2 separate regions of the Mus musculus genome follow, and region 1 is linked to region 2. The links are chromatin contacts, called in public promoter capture Hi-C maps. All regions are on one chromosome and are shown on one strand. Each heading gives the region's core, a stretch centred on a gene start, on an enhancer-like site or on the middle of the called end of the contact. The rest is flanking DNA. Distances are from core to core; before and after follow the strand shown.

Region 1 (6,685 bases), core at 2,743-5,242, 140 kb after region 2:
GTCTGTGATCTTAAGAGAACGTGATAAATAAGTGTGGAAACAGCTGGCCATAACCTTGGGGGAAAGCGTTTGCTGTTAGCTCCCACCTGCTTATCAGAAGTTCTCGCTCCAGGCTGGCGAATTCCTGAACAAACCTTTAAGTCCCCCAGTTCTTAGTGACAGACAGAAATGTTCTATGCAGATGGTCTTGGGATATGACGGGGACAAGAATCTAGGCTCTGACTGTGTGGTGGCCTTGGATGGATACAGCATTGCCATACTGGACCAATCTCTAATTCTAATGGGACAGAACTGGGTTCTGAAGACAGTTTTACCCTGTAATGGAGACACTTTGAACATGAGCCTGCTCAGAGCTATGAGTATCTAGTGGTGAGTGTCCACAAAGTGAAATTTTGGAGTATAGAGGAACCTGCTGGCTGGGGTTTGCAAGGACTGTCTTACAGGGACTAGCCTAGACTGGCATTGGGATACTCTGAGTCTGAAAGAAACAGCCCTTCAACTGGCCAAGGACAACCCTGGCTGTAGAGGGGAACATGTTTGGGATGGGGTCAGGAAACAGCCCTGAGCTGTGTTAGGACACTATGTTGCTCTATAAGGGACTGTCCTGAGGTGACTGGTTGTATCTGAGCCTTGGACTTCTACAAATCTGATGGAGAGTCTGTCCTATGATGAGGACAGCCTGGGGCTATGTGAGGAGATAGCATGGTGTAGGGACAGTTATCTGAGACAGGACAACACCTTACTATGATAATTATTTTGCTTACTTTTGGCGTGAGAGTGGAGCTTTGGCAAGAACACCTGATCTTTGATGGATACTGTGTTTCAGTTCTGGGCTGCTGGGATGTGAAAGGAGCATGGGCAAACCACAGGGAACCCTGCCCAGCACCCTCCCCTTTAATCTCTGAACTCTGCTTCCACTCTTTTCTACTTCCTGTAGCCCCCACCCCCAACCCCCATCTAGCTTCCTTCTTTAAGCTTAATTCTTATCCTATGGTATGGGGGAGGGGTGTTCTTTGAGCCAAGAGAAGACTACTGTTGGCCTTACAGAATTGCTCCAGGAAGACAAAGGTAGCACTTCCGAGGTTGCAAGAGCTCTGTGCCAGCTCAGACTCATCATCTCTTGACACAATGCCTTTTCTGTGCCTCAAGGCTGTGTGATGTTTCTCTCCCTCCATTCCCCTGGATCTCTCTCTCTCTCTCTCTCTCTTTCTCTTTTTTTGGTTTTTTGAGACGGGGTTTCTCTGTATAGCTCTGGCTGTCCTGGAACTCACTTTTGTAGACCAGGCTGGCCTCGAACTCAGAAATCCACCTGCCTCTGCCTCCCAAGTGCTGGGATTAAAGGTGTGCGCCATCACCACCCGGCTCCCCTGGATCTCTTTAGCTTGGGCTGGGCTTGAGCTTTTGATCCTCCTGCTTCACCCTCCCGAGTTCTGTGACGACGATGGGTTTGTGTTACCAAACCCAGTTTAGAGTTTCTTTGACTCTCTGCTTTTCCCTTCCCTCCTGGTATTGCCCACCCCTGCCCCTTTCTCCGTTACATTTTGGTTGCCTGTGGGTCCCGGGGAATCAGACTCAGTCCCTCAGGCATGCTGATGGGTCTCCTTACCCAGTAAGTCATCTCAGTCCTCTCTTTATAATCATAACTCTCTTGACAGCTCTCAGTCTCCGGTTCTTTTTTTTAATGAGACAGGGTCTCATAATGTAGGCCAGGCAGGCCTTGAACTCAGAGATCTGCATGTCCCTGCCTCCTGAGTGCTAGGATTAAAGGTGTGTGCCACCACCCTTGTCCCTCATTCCTCATTTCATCATCATCATCTTATGACAAGGTCTTATAGGTCAGACTGGCCTTAAACTTGCTACATAGACAAGGATGGCCTTGGAGTCCTGATTCTTCTTCCTTTATCTCCCAAGTGCTGGGATTGCAGGGTTTCTGTGCTGCTGGGGAAGAAATAAACCCAGGGAGTCCTGCATGCTAGGCAAGCATCCTGCAACTGAGTACAACCCCAGCTCCATCTTTTCTCTCCAGCAGCTCAGTATCTCTTTTCTGCATTGTTCAGTTTTTTTGGCTAACTCTACTAAAAAGTAAAAAAAAAAAATGTATTCTTGGTTTCCTCTGCTCTCCTGCCTTCGTGCTGGCTGCTCTACCCGGGGCAGTTGTCTCGTCCCCACACTGTGTCTGATGCAAGGTGGCAGTGTTAGGCAAGCTTCATGTCACCACACAGAGACAATGAGGGGTCATCACTCTTAGATCACCCCAGAAGCCCTTGGGTGCCACACCATTAAACCCGCATTTCATCTGAGGGCTGGGAGCTATGGACATCGTTGGTGAAGTGCTTGCCAGCAAACCTGGAGGCCCGAGTCTGATCCCTGTAACCCACTTGGTGACTAGACTGGTTCTGTCATGTTTGCTTGTTGTTGTTTTGCTTTTTTGCTTTTTTTTTTTTGCTTTTTTTTTTTTAAGACAGGGTTTCTCTGTGTCACCCTGGCTGTCCCGGGACTCACTCTCTAGACCAGACTGGCCTCAGACTCAGAGACTCATCTGCCTCTGCCTCTTGAGAACTGGGATTAAAGGTGTGCACCACCCCTGCCCATTGTGACTCAGCCCTAAATACCATTGTTTGGTGAGCTGGAGACTGTAGAGAGCTGAGCCAACCTGGCAAGCTCCAGGACCTGATCAGAGTCCCTGCCTCAAGACAGGATGGGCTGGAGCTACGGTCACATACATTTAACTAGGGAGGCAGAGACAGAAGGCTCTCTGAGATCAAGGCCGTTGGCTTTGTCTACACAGTGAGTTGCAGTATAGCCAGGGCTACATAGTAAGACCCTGTCTCAGAACAAACAAACAAACAAACAAAAAAAAAACGGGTGGAAGTCACCCGAGGAATGACATCTGAGTTTGACCTCCACAGACACGCACAGATGCACATACATGCCGTCACGTGGTGTGTGCACATGTCAACACACGTAGAGAGATCTTATCTGAGCCAGGTGTGGTGGCACACGTGCCTGTCACTCTCTCTGGTGCAGGCTCTGAGGCAGGAAGATCCTAACTTCACGCACTGGGCTATAGAGTGTGTTTGAGGTCAGTGGGCAACTTAGACCCTGTCTTAAGCCCTCTCCCCTCCAAAAAAGGAAGGAAGGAAGGAAGGAAGGAAGGAAGGAAGGAAGGAAGGAAGGAAACAAACCCATGTCCTGGCCCAGACTTATCCATACGACATTTGAGACTCACCCATTGATCAGTGACCTCTGCAAGCCTCTCCATCTCACTGGCCTCTAGCAGCGGGAACAGGCTGTTATCCTGTCTTCCTCAAACTAAGGACTCAGCTGCCTCTCCATGGTCTGCAGAGAAAAGCATGACACCAAAATACCAGGACACGTCCCCCCTCCCCCCCTGTGCACAACCAGCCCTGAATTCCATGCTCACCTTGGGGAAGGTCAGCAGGGATGTGTGCCTTGAGCATTTTCAATGGCTGGCACGAGACTGCCCTTCAGCCGCTGACTGTGTAGAGCACAGTAGTCACTGCCCAGGTTGAGGGTATTCCAGCTGTGGCTGGGTCGGTTGTAGCAGCGGCAGCAACCAGCTGACTGATACTCCTAAAGAGTAATAAGCCTTAGGGCTCCTGTCTGAGGGAAGCGTGTTGGAGTGTTGTAGTTGTGGTTCTGAGGGAAGAAGGTTAAGGAGGACCTCTGGGTCTGAGGGAGGAAGGTTAGGGAGGACCTCTGGGTCGGAGGGAGGAGGTCTGGAGCTCTGGGTTTGATAGAGAAGTTCATGGGCCATTACTCCTGAGTCTGAGGGAGGAGGGTCAAGGAGCCCGGTTCCCAGGGTCTGAGGGAGGAGATCTGAGGTCTGGGCTGATGAATTCTAGGAGAAACAGGACCTATTCTTTTCTAACTCTTGTCAGTTTTTGTGCCCCCTCACCCCAAGCCAGGAGTGTTCCCTTACCTGCTCGCTGTCCCTGGTCGTTGTCCCGTCTAAGCTGTCTACAAGCTGCGGCCAAAGTTCTCTAGTAGGGAGGCACGCCTCTGTCGACTTTGCCCTGCATGGTGGATGGTGGAGGGGCTGGAGCTGACTTTAGTTTTCTAGGGATAGGCATCCCGGTGGGGACTTGGGCAGAGCACAGGCTGTCTAGAATGCACTGAGACTGTGACAGAGCCAACCTCAGGGGCCTCCCAAGCCAGACAGGTGCCAGGACCTCTGCTCTTTCTGGCTCTTGCCCTGGTCACATTTATTTCTCTCTCCACCCTAGGTCTGGGCCCGAAAGCTTCTGCCTGTTCCCTGGCTTCTATGTGGGTCCAAAAGATGTGTGTCCTCCATATTCAAGGTAAAAGGAGAACCCTGGGTCTAAGGGAAAAGCCCGGTGTGTGCCCCCGTGTTTGAGGGAGGACAGGATCTATCTGCATGTAGGCATCTCTCAGAGGTCGTCTAGCTGTCTGCTCCTGGGTGCTGTGAAGAGCTAACACTGTATTTCTTGGGTACCTGCTTCTTTTTTTGGGCCCCATGGAAGCTGTAGTCTCTCAGGTTGGCGACGTCAGGCCCCTGAGGTGCTGTTTTTTTGTTTTGTTTTGTTTTGTTTTGTTTTGTTTCTTGTTGTTTTGTTTTATTTCTTTCTCTCAGGCTGCAGACCTCCAGATTCAGATGACCAAAGAACCACAGAAGAAGCCAGCCCCTAGCCAGGCACTGCTGTTTGGGAAGACCTTCACAGACCACATGCTGATGGTGGAGTGGAATAACAAGGCTGGATGGGGCCCACCAAGGATCCAGCCCTTCCAGAACCTCACGCTACACCCAGCCTGCTCTGGTCTGCACTACTCTCTGCAGGTAGGACTAGCTGCTTCCGTCCCCACCCTGCTGCGTGAGTCCACTCTGCTTTTTCCTGACTGGGTTCAGCCGTCTGGGTGCTTCGCACATTTCTTCCTCTGTCATCTCTTCCTGAGATCACCTGTGTTCTGGGACACAGAGGAGGTGACAGTCAGTTCCTGCTTTGTTGGGACTCTGCTCTGAAAGAGAGTGGGGTTCTCCCAGCAAAGATTAGAAACATAGAGGGGGCATCTTACACCGATAGGAGAGCTAGTTCAGCAGACCTGTGGGGTCTCAGTGTGGCAGAGGATGGCTTAGGATGACAACAGGGCCACAGAGGAGATGAGAAGTCTGAACAGGAACAGGCCAGCCTGGATACAGTCAGAGCTCTCTCAGGCCCCGTGGGAGGTGATGCAATTACAACACTCAGGAGGTTGAGGCAGGAGGACTGCACAGTTTTGAGTCTAGCCAGGACTCCAGAGTGAGACCTTTAGCTGGAGTCTTAGGGCCTAGCAATGATTTTCCTGTGACAATCCTTAGGGAGTCTTGTCGTCTTCATTGCTGCAGCATGACATGACATTCCTTCTGACAGTTGTAACCATGAACCCTTCCACACCTACCCTAGCTCCCAAATAATGACACGGAGGCTTATATTTACGGTGCTTTTGGTTTTAGCTTAGGTTTACTCCACAACTAGCTCTTAACCTAACCCGTTTCTACTGTTTGGTTTGCCACGTGGCTGGGTAGTTACTCTCCTCAGTTTCATCTGTCTGGCTTCCTCTGAGTTTGGACGGCAAATCTCCCGTCTTTCTCTTTCCCAGAGTCCTCTCTTTTTCCGGAAGTTCCATCTTACTATTCTGCCTTAGCATGTTTTATTTTAACCAATCAGAAGGTGCCTTAGGCAGGCGAGGTAGGACAGAGACACATCTTCACACAGTGTGCAAAAATCATCACTCCATCTCCCCACTTTAGTCCAATAAAGGGCTCTTTCTCTAACATCAGTAAGCTACATACAACAAGAACAATCATGAAAACTATCAGATGAAAATTACATCCATAGGGTCCAGTCATATTCATTTGGAAACCTTAGAGAAGGTACTATACTATCTATCCTACCTTTTTTTTTTTTTTAAAGACAGTTTTTCTGTGTAGCCTTGGCTGTCCTGGAACTCACTCTATAGACCAGGCTGGCCTCGAACTCAGAAGTCCACCTGCCTTTGTCTCCCAAGTGCTGGGACTAAAGGCGTGTGCCACCACGCCCAGTGCCGCAGACCCTCTTGGGTCCCTCGTCTGCCTAGGACGGGTCTCTAGTTGCAGATGGTCAAGGAGTCGACAAATGACAGACATATGCACACAGGAGATTGTGTAGAATCTGAATGTAATTTGTCAAGTCGGGCATTGAACTTTTTATACAGAAGAATAACAAGAAACCAGGCGAGATACATCCACCGAGTTACAGTGATACAATACAAAAGGAATGTAGACATCAAAAGAAGGCGGGGACCAGGCTGCTGCCATTAAGAAGGGAGCCAGGTGTAAAGCTAGTGTATTGTTAAGCCCACCACCAGGGGTTCTGCTCTAGCAGACCTCATGAATAATGCAATACCACAAACTCCCTATTTCCTGGGCCCTGATAAATTCTTGTATGAGTGTCACTTTTAAGCATCTGTGGAGAATCTCCATTTGTCAGAAGAATTCACCAACTTGCTTCTAATATGCCATGTAGCCTGCTATACCTGGCTGTGGTGAAGATCCCTGTCTCAGTGGGATCCCCTAACTCTTTCATGGTAAACCCACCTATTAGCTAGGCCATTGTGTATGGGTGAGACTGGCTACTGCCTCAAGTAAACAAGCTGCAGACCAGCCCTGAGCTGCTCGGCTCAGTCC
Region 2 (6,347 bases), core at 1,675-4,174:
CCCCACCACGGGGCCCAGGGAAACAGGCTTCGTGTCACACCCCCCAGAGCTCTGGCATGACCTAGTGCAGAGAGGAAACCCTCCTGTCCCCATTCTGAGCTCTGGGAGGATGGCAGGGAGACTCTTAGACCAGTGCTCTGGCTCCCATTAGGCACCTACGTGTCTCACCAAGGGAACAGGCCACACCTCTCCGGCCCACCTTGGACTCCATGTTTGAAGTTCAACACACTAGAGTGCTGAGCTCATTCAATAAACATATCCAAGGGCCTCCTGAAGAAGCAGCTAGCACTGTCTCCCCTCACAGGAGAAAGATATGAGTAAACACCTCCTGGAATGTTTGAGGCACTGGAGTCCCCACAAAGCGAGCACGCCAATGTGTATAACAGCCAAAGGCCACTCACAACCATGTGTCCGGTATACGGTCTATTCAAATATGGACTATTACTCGGTCTATTCAAATATGGACTATTACTCAGGCAGGAAAAAAGAGTGAAGCTCTGACCCCAACACACCCAGGAAGACCACTGAGAGGTGCTGAGCGAGTGGGCTCCCACATAATAAAGACTGCACGCAGGGGCTGGAGAGAAGGGTGGAGGACTCTTGGCCGGTCTTCCTTCCAGGGGACCGAGGCTAAACTGACTGCACACATGTGGTGGCTCACAGCTGACTCTAACTCTGGTTCCGGAGATCCAATACCTTCTTCTGGCCTCCTCAGGCATAGACGTATCCGGAGGGAAAACACCCATACACAGAAAACATGGTGAATAAACCCTCACGTTGAAGGATTCTTTTTTGTTGTTGTTGCTTTGGTTTTTTTCGAGACAGGGTTTCTCAGTGTAGGTAGCCCTGGCTGGCCTTGAACTTAGAAATCCACCTGCCTCTGCCTCCCAAGTGCTGGGATTAAAGGCATGCGCCACCACTGCCCAGCTTGGGTTGAAGGGTTCTTATATGAAGTATCCAAAAGAGATGCCAGAAATACAAGGTAGACTAGTGGTTGCCAAAGGCTCGGGGAGGGAGGTGTGGGGACACTGGAGGGTGCCTGCTAGGATGCACTTCTGCAGCCACTGGGGAGGCTGAGTCAGAAAGAGTGCCTCGAGTCTGGAGCTAGCCCAAGCTAAAGGGTGAAAACAAGAGACCGATAAATCCAGGCGGTGGACCCTTGAACATCTTTTCCTATTTTTTACGAACCTAAGAAACCACAAAGCTAAGCGGCCCTCAACCACAGCTCAGGATGCCTCCTCCTGGAATGGAACAAGGCCTTCCAGGATAGCCCACAGCCCAGGACCATTTACTGCCTGTCTCTTGCTGTGGGAGCCTTCACCTTCCTCTTTTTGTAGGAGATTGTGTGGACTGCAGGAGCATGAGACCCCCAAACTACTGTCACACACAGGCAAGCAAAGGCAGGCCCTTCCTCACCATGGTAACAGCAACAGACGCCACTGACCTCCCTACAACTTGCCTGGGCCCAACCCCAGAATCAAGGACACCACAAGGCCACAAGATTTCTTCACTGGGAAGTCTGAGGAGCTAGTGCCAGGCCCAATATGCCCGGTCTCACTTCCTGGGCTTTATTCGCTCACTGTAACATTCAACTAACTGTGCGATGGCACAGACACGTGCCCTAGGTGAGGTTCTGAAAAATACAGTCTCTGGACAAGACCCCATGCTCTGAACCCAGACTCTATTTCTCTTCCTCACTGTCACACTCCTGGCTTCGGACACACTTTCCTGTGACCTGTGCTCTCAAGCACACAACACAACTTCCCACTTACTAATCTTCCCCAGAAGACCAGGGTACCAGTCTCAGACCTCGCAGGACACTGGGATGAGACTTTGGAACTGGTCACTGACTACATCAAGAGGCAGACGAAGTTTCCAGAACGCATTGTGGGATGAACCACGACTCTGTCACTCCAGGCTCTGGCTAGTCACTCATTCACAGAGAAATCTGAGTGTCTACATGACTCTTCCATCAGACCCAGGATTCTTTCTGTTGTTGTTTCTCTGTGTAACCCTTGGCTGTCCTGGAACTGGCTCTGTAGACCAGGCTATCCTCAGACTCACAGAGATCCACCTGCCTCTGCCTCCCAAGTGCAGGCTTTCACTACCATGCCTGACATCTAGGATTCTGAATACATTGTTGCCTTCTCTACTAGCTTCTAAAGCCACAATGAAGCTCCTTCCTCAGTGGTCAATACACTTCCTCCACATCCAGGAGTCCAGGTCCAGCCCTCTTCTATTAGGCCCAGGCACCCTCCCTAGCCCTCCTCCTCCTCCAAACCAGGCCTCATCCACTGTGATCGTCCCTCCGATCTAGGGATTCAGGCTCTAGCCTGCCTACCTCAAACACAAAGGTGCACACACCAGCCTGCTTCCCTCAGACCCTGGTATCCTCTCCTCCCAACACTTCCCACAGATCCATGTGTCCTCCCAAGCCCTCCTTGGCGACTTCCTCAGCCCCCTTCCGTCAGATTCATGCATTCTCCTCTGCTCTCTTCCTTTAGACACATGCATTCTCCTCTGTATCCATTGCTCAGACTCGGTGTCCTCAGCATCCTCCCTCTGACTCGGGAGTACTCCCCAGACCTCCTCCGTCAAACCAGGCATCTTCCTTATCACTCCTCCCTCAGATACAAGAGTCCTCTCCAGCTCCCTCCTTCAGACTCTCTAAGAAGGGTCATTGTCGGTCCTCCACATGCACCCAACACTTACCACGGTTGCCATGATGCACACCAACCGCCAATGCCTCAGCGGAAACGGAAATCGGCTAGGAGCGCGGTCTTTATCCTCTCTAGGCTCCCGGTCATCCAGTCATCTCTATGGCCCATAAGATATATAAAATTCCTGTAGGGGGCGTACACTAGGCCGCGCCCAGCCCGCGAGGCTAAATTGGAAAGCCGGTGTTCTGAATCCCGGGTGGGTTCCTGACGTCTCTTGCTCCTCCTCCTCTTACCTAGCCTCCTCCCCCCTCCTTCCCCCCCGCCCTGCAACTGCTAAGTCCGATTGCAAAATTCTGAGCACATTTTGTAGCAACCACACGTCCTCCACGATCCCTTCCCTCTCTGTCCAACCTTCCTCACCAAATTGGGCCTACAGCTGAGATTGACAGCTCTGTTCACCAATCACTTCCATGCTGCGTAGAAACAAGCCCCGCCCCCGCAGCTCCCCAGGAGCCTCTGGCCAAGGAAACTGGATTCTATCCGCCAATAAGTAGACGCAATAGCCCCCGCCCCCCAGCCGCCGACCAATCGTGCTAGACCAGCAGGGTGGGCAGTGCCTCCTGGCGGCCACGAGGCTTCACTGCAGCTGCCCGCCCGATTCAGTGTCTCAGCTCACCCTACCTGAGTCGGAGCGCTCTGGGGCGGGGGTGCGGTCGTGCAATAGGAAGCGGAGCGCCTTGCAAGCTTCCCCTGGGACACCCGCTAACTCTACCGGTCACCAAGTCTGCTGCGTTCCCAGCCGATCTCTCTGGTTTCCAGTTTTGGTGCTCGAAGTCCCCTGCCCGCAGTAGCCATGCCTCTCAGCCGCAGTCTCTCTGTGTCCTCGCTTCCAGGATTGGAAGACTGGGAGGATGAATTCGACCCCGAGAACGCAGTGCTTTTCGAGGTGGCCTGGGAGGTGGCCAACAAGGGTGAGAACGTCAGCGTTGGTCCCTTGACCAAGAAGGGCAGGCGAGGATGGGGCCCCGAAACTCCGTTTCAGACGGGAAAAGAGTTACGTGGAGGAGTCTTGGGTCCTGGGAAAAGCGCCTGTGACTTCTGTGTCCTTGTGAAGGGGCTGGAGTAGGCGTCCTAGGCCCTGGGGGGAAGGGACAAGAGACTACTCTTAAGATGGAAGGAGGCTTCAGGTTCTGCAATCTAGGGAAGAGGGCACTCAGAGAAAGATTCCTGGGTCTTGAAGGGAGGTTTTCGAGGGCCGAGAGACCTGAGATCTAAAAGTGGAAGGAGTTAGTGCATCTAAGCCCAAGGAACACTGGAGCTTTTGGGTCTGTGGTCCAGAGGACGTGACTGTGGAGTTGGGGTGTTCCTAAAGGTTGGGATTCATGGATTTTTCAGGGGGCATAGCGGACCTGAACCAGTGTAAAGCCAAGAGGGGCTTGGAGACTCAAATTCTTAGATACAAGGTGGGAAAGAGTTGGGAACTTGAATGTCGAGTTTGAAGGAGCCCAGGGCCTAAGTCCTGGCTTCCTATGTAGTGAGGTGCCTCCCTCCCTGTGGACTGGGAAAGCTGGAAGTCCTAAGTTGGTCAGGAGCTGGGCCCTAGGATGGGAGGAACCCACCCACAGTATGTATGGGAGATCACTAGCTTCTCGCTCATGAGAAGGCTGGGCTGGGAATCCCAGCAGCTGGGCCTTGTGGATCTGAACATTTCCTTTTCTGGATCCTGGGGAGAAAGAGACTAGGTCTCTCAGCATGTTGGGAGATGGCAGACTCAATGCTGTGTACTACCAGGGTACCAGTTTCAGGTGAGAAGGCTGAGGACCCAGATTCCTAAATCTGAGGTGGGGTCACAGGAGGAGCAGGGCCCAGCAGTCCCTGTGTCCCAGCCCAGGGCTAGCATCGTTAGGGGCCCTGAAGGTGTGGAATAATAAGTCAAGCTTCCCTCAGGTAACTGGGTAGCTGGATAGGGCCATGTACCATTTTTCCCACTGCATCTGAAAGTCAAGAGCTTTAGAGCCTTCCTGCTCCTAATTCTCTAAGAATTAGGAGACTAAAGAGTGCTTCCTGTGTCATGACCAGGAGTCTAACTGGAGCCTGCTCCTCCCTCAGCATCCTGATTTCAGTCCCCTCTCTCCATAAACTCAAGAGGGCTATCCTCAGGTTTGCTTTTCCACGACCCCTACCCTCCAGTCCCAACCTCCCCTGATTCCCAATTATAGGTTCCTGCCCATTTTCTACCCCAATACTACCCACATACATCCCATTACCTGCCAGGTCTCAAAGCTATGGACCAATGGTGGGGTTGTCTGTCCTTTTGCACTTTGGCCCACAGTGGGTGGCATCTACACTGTGCTGCAGACGAAGGCGAAGGTGACAGGGGATGAATGGGGTGACAACTACTATCTGGTGGGACCATACACGGAGCAGGGTGTGAGGACGCAGGTAGAGCTCCTGGAGCCCCCAACTCCGGAACTGAAGAGGACTTTGGATTCCATGAACAGCAAGGGTTGTAAGGTGGGACACAGCCCTACCCAGGGGGGTGGGAGTGGGAACTGCCAGCAGGGGCCCTAGCAAGAGGTGAAGAGAAGGTGGAATGGAGGCAGGAGGTGTAGTCAGAACTTTCCCAGCAGGCCTAGGGAAGAAAGCGATAGACGGGTATAGGATCTGGTGAAGTAGGCCAGTGGGTACCGGGTGTCAGAAAGGCCAGATGGATGGAGATGAATCTCAGCAGAGATCCTCAGACCCAGAGACTACAAACAAGCTGGAGCTAGGCAGAAAGATAGTCAAAGCTATGTGTTCTGTGCACACCTGCAATCCCAGGACTACGGAGGCCTAGGCAGGAGGATCTCGGTGTGTTCTAAGCCAGTCTGGACCACAAGAAGGCTCTGTCTCACAGTAAATAAAATAAAGATGAGTAGCCAGGCAGACAAAAAGATGGAATAGAGATGAAGAGAGGAGAACCAGGGGAAAAGAGTCTGCGGTGAGCAGATCCATGAACTAACGAGGAAGGGGCGTGGCTCAGAGGCAGAGCCCCTGCCTAGAATCCCCCAATGAGGGGCTAGGGGTGTGGCCCAGTGGCAGAGTCCTTGCCTAGAATCTCCCTGTAGGGGTCTGGGGTTATAGCTCAGCGGTAGAACCCCTGCCTAGCATGGCCCGTGGGTTTCATCCTAAGAACCACAAACAGAAGCCTGTTGGTCCCAACACTACAGAGTAAGTTCCAGGACAGCCAGGACTAGGCAGAGAAGCCCTGTCCGTCTCCCCCTCCCCCCACCCCCACCCCCGCCAAAGAAATACAAGGAGAAAGCCAGAAGAGAGGGAAGGTGAGATGGAAGAACCCTAGAAGAGATGCAGATGGAAAGACAAGTGCAGAGGCTCCACCTAGTCACAGCCTGTGTTCGGGGTTGGGTTCCAGCATCCAGTCAGGCCAGACCATGTCCCTATGAGACCCCAGAGTGGCCACATCCCTCCCCCAGGACAGCTGTTCCTAATAATAGACCCCCCCCTCCCAGCAAAAGGGCAGACAACAGCTGGGAGGGGGAGGGGTGCTCCAGTGAGGCCCTGGCCAGACGAAGCCAGGTTGGGACAGAGTTAGATCAATGGCCTGGAGCCATACCTGTGGTCTCCGGAGGAGAATGGCTAATGGGGACTGAAATAGAACATCGAGTTTTAGGAAGGTGGCAATTGGTA

What was found. Capture Hi-C pulls out chosen DNA fragments and counts their contacts.
Region 1: a contact with region 2 is called in a promoter capture Hi-C map of adipose tissue. The contact joins the promoter of 0610005C13Rik here to the promoter of Ruvbl2 in region 2. A contact is called at or near these places in 15 of 39 promoter capture datasets (the C10 cell line, the HPC-7 cell line, HPC-7-derived erythroid cells and 12 more), 3 of 15 datasets of contacts at CTCF or cohesin (the NIH/3T3 cell line and embryonic stem cells), 11 of 484 Hi-C or Micro-C datasets (the G1E-ER4 cell line, LSK cells, Th17 cells and 4 more), 29 of 115 datasets of contacts at active chromatin or transcription factors (the 230-238 cell line, the HPC-7 cell line, the SCID.adh cell line and 21 more) and 4 of 9 other capture datasets (adipose tissue, liver, macrophages and 1 more).

What each region holds. Positions count from the first base shown.
Region 1 is chr7:45,571,184-45,577,868 of GRCm38.p6, forward strand. 0610005C13Rik (RIKEN cDNA 0610005C13 gene) reads right to left here and starts at 3,993. Exons shown (of 5, transcript NR_038166.1): 1 at 3,944-3,993; 2 at 3,425-3,594; 3 at 3,230-3,339; 4 at 1-9. Bcat2 (branched chain aminotransferase 2, mitochondrial) reads left to right here. Exons shown (of 11, transcript NM_009737.3): 2 at 4,248-4,322; 3 at 4,616-4,819.
Region 2 is chr7:45,431,540-45,437,886 of GRCm38.p6, forward strand. Ruvbl2 (RuvB-like protein 2) reads right to left here and starts at 2,925. Exons shown (of 15, transcript NM_011304.3): 1 at 2,713-2,925. The coding sequence starts at 2,724. Gys1 (glycogen synthase 1, muscle) reads left to right here and starts at 3,300. Exons shown (of 16, transcript NM_030678.3): 1 at 3,300-3,631; 2 at 4,993-5,174. The coding sequence starts at 3,514.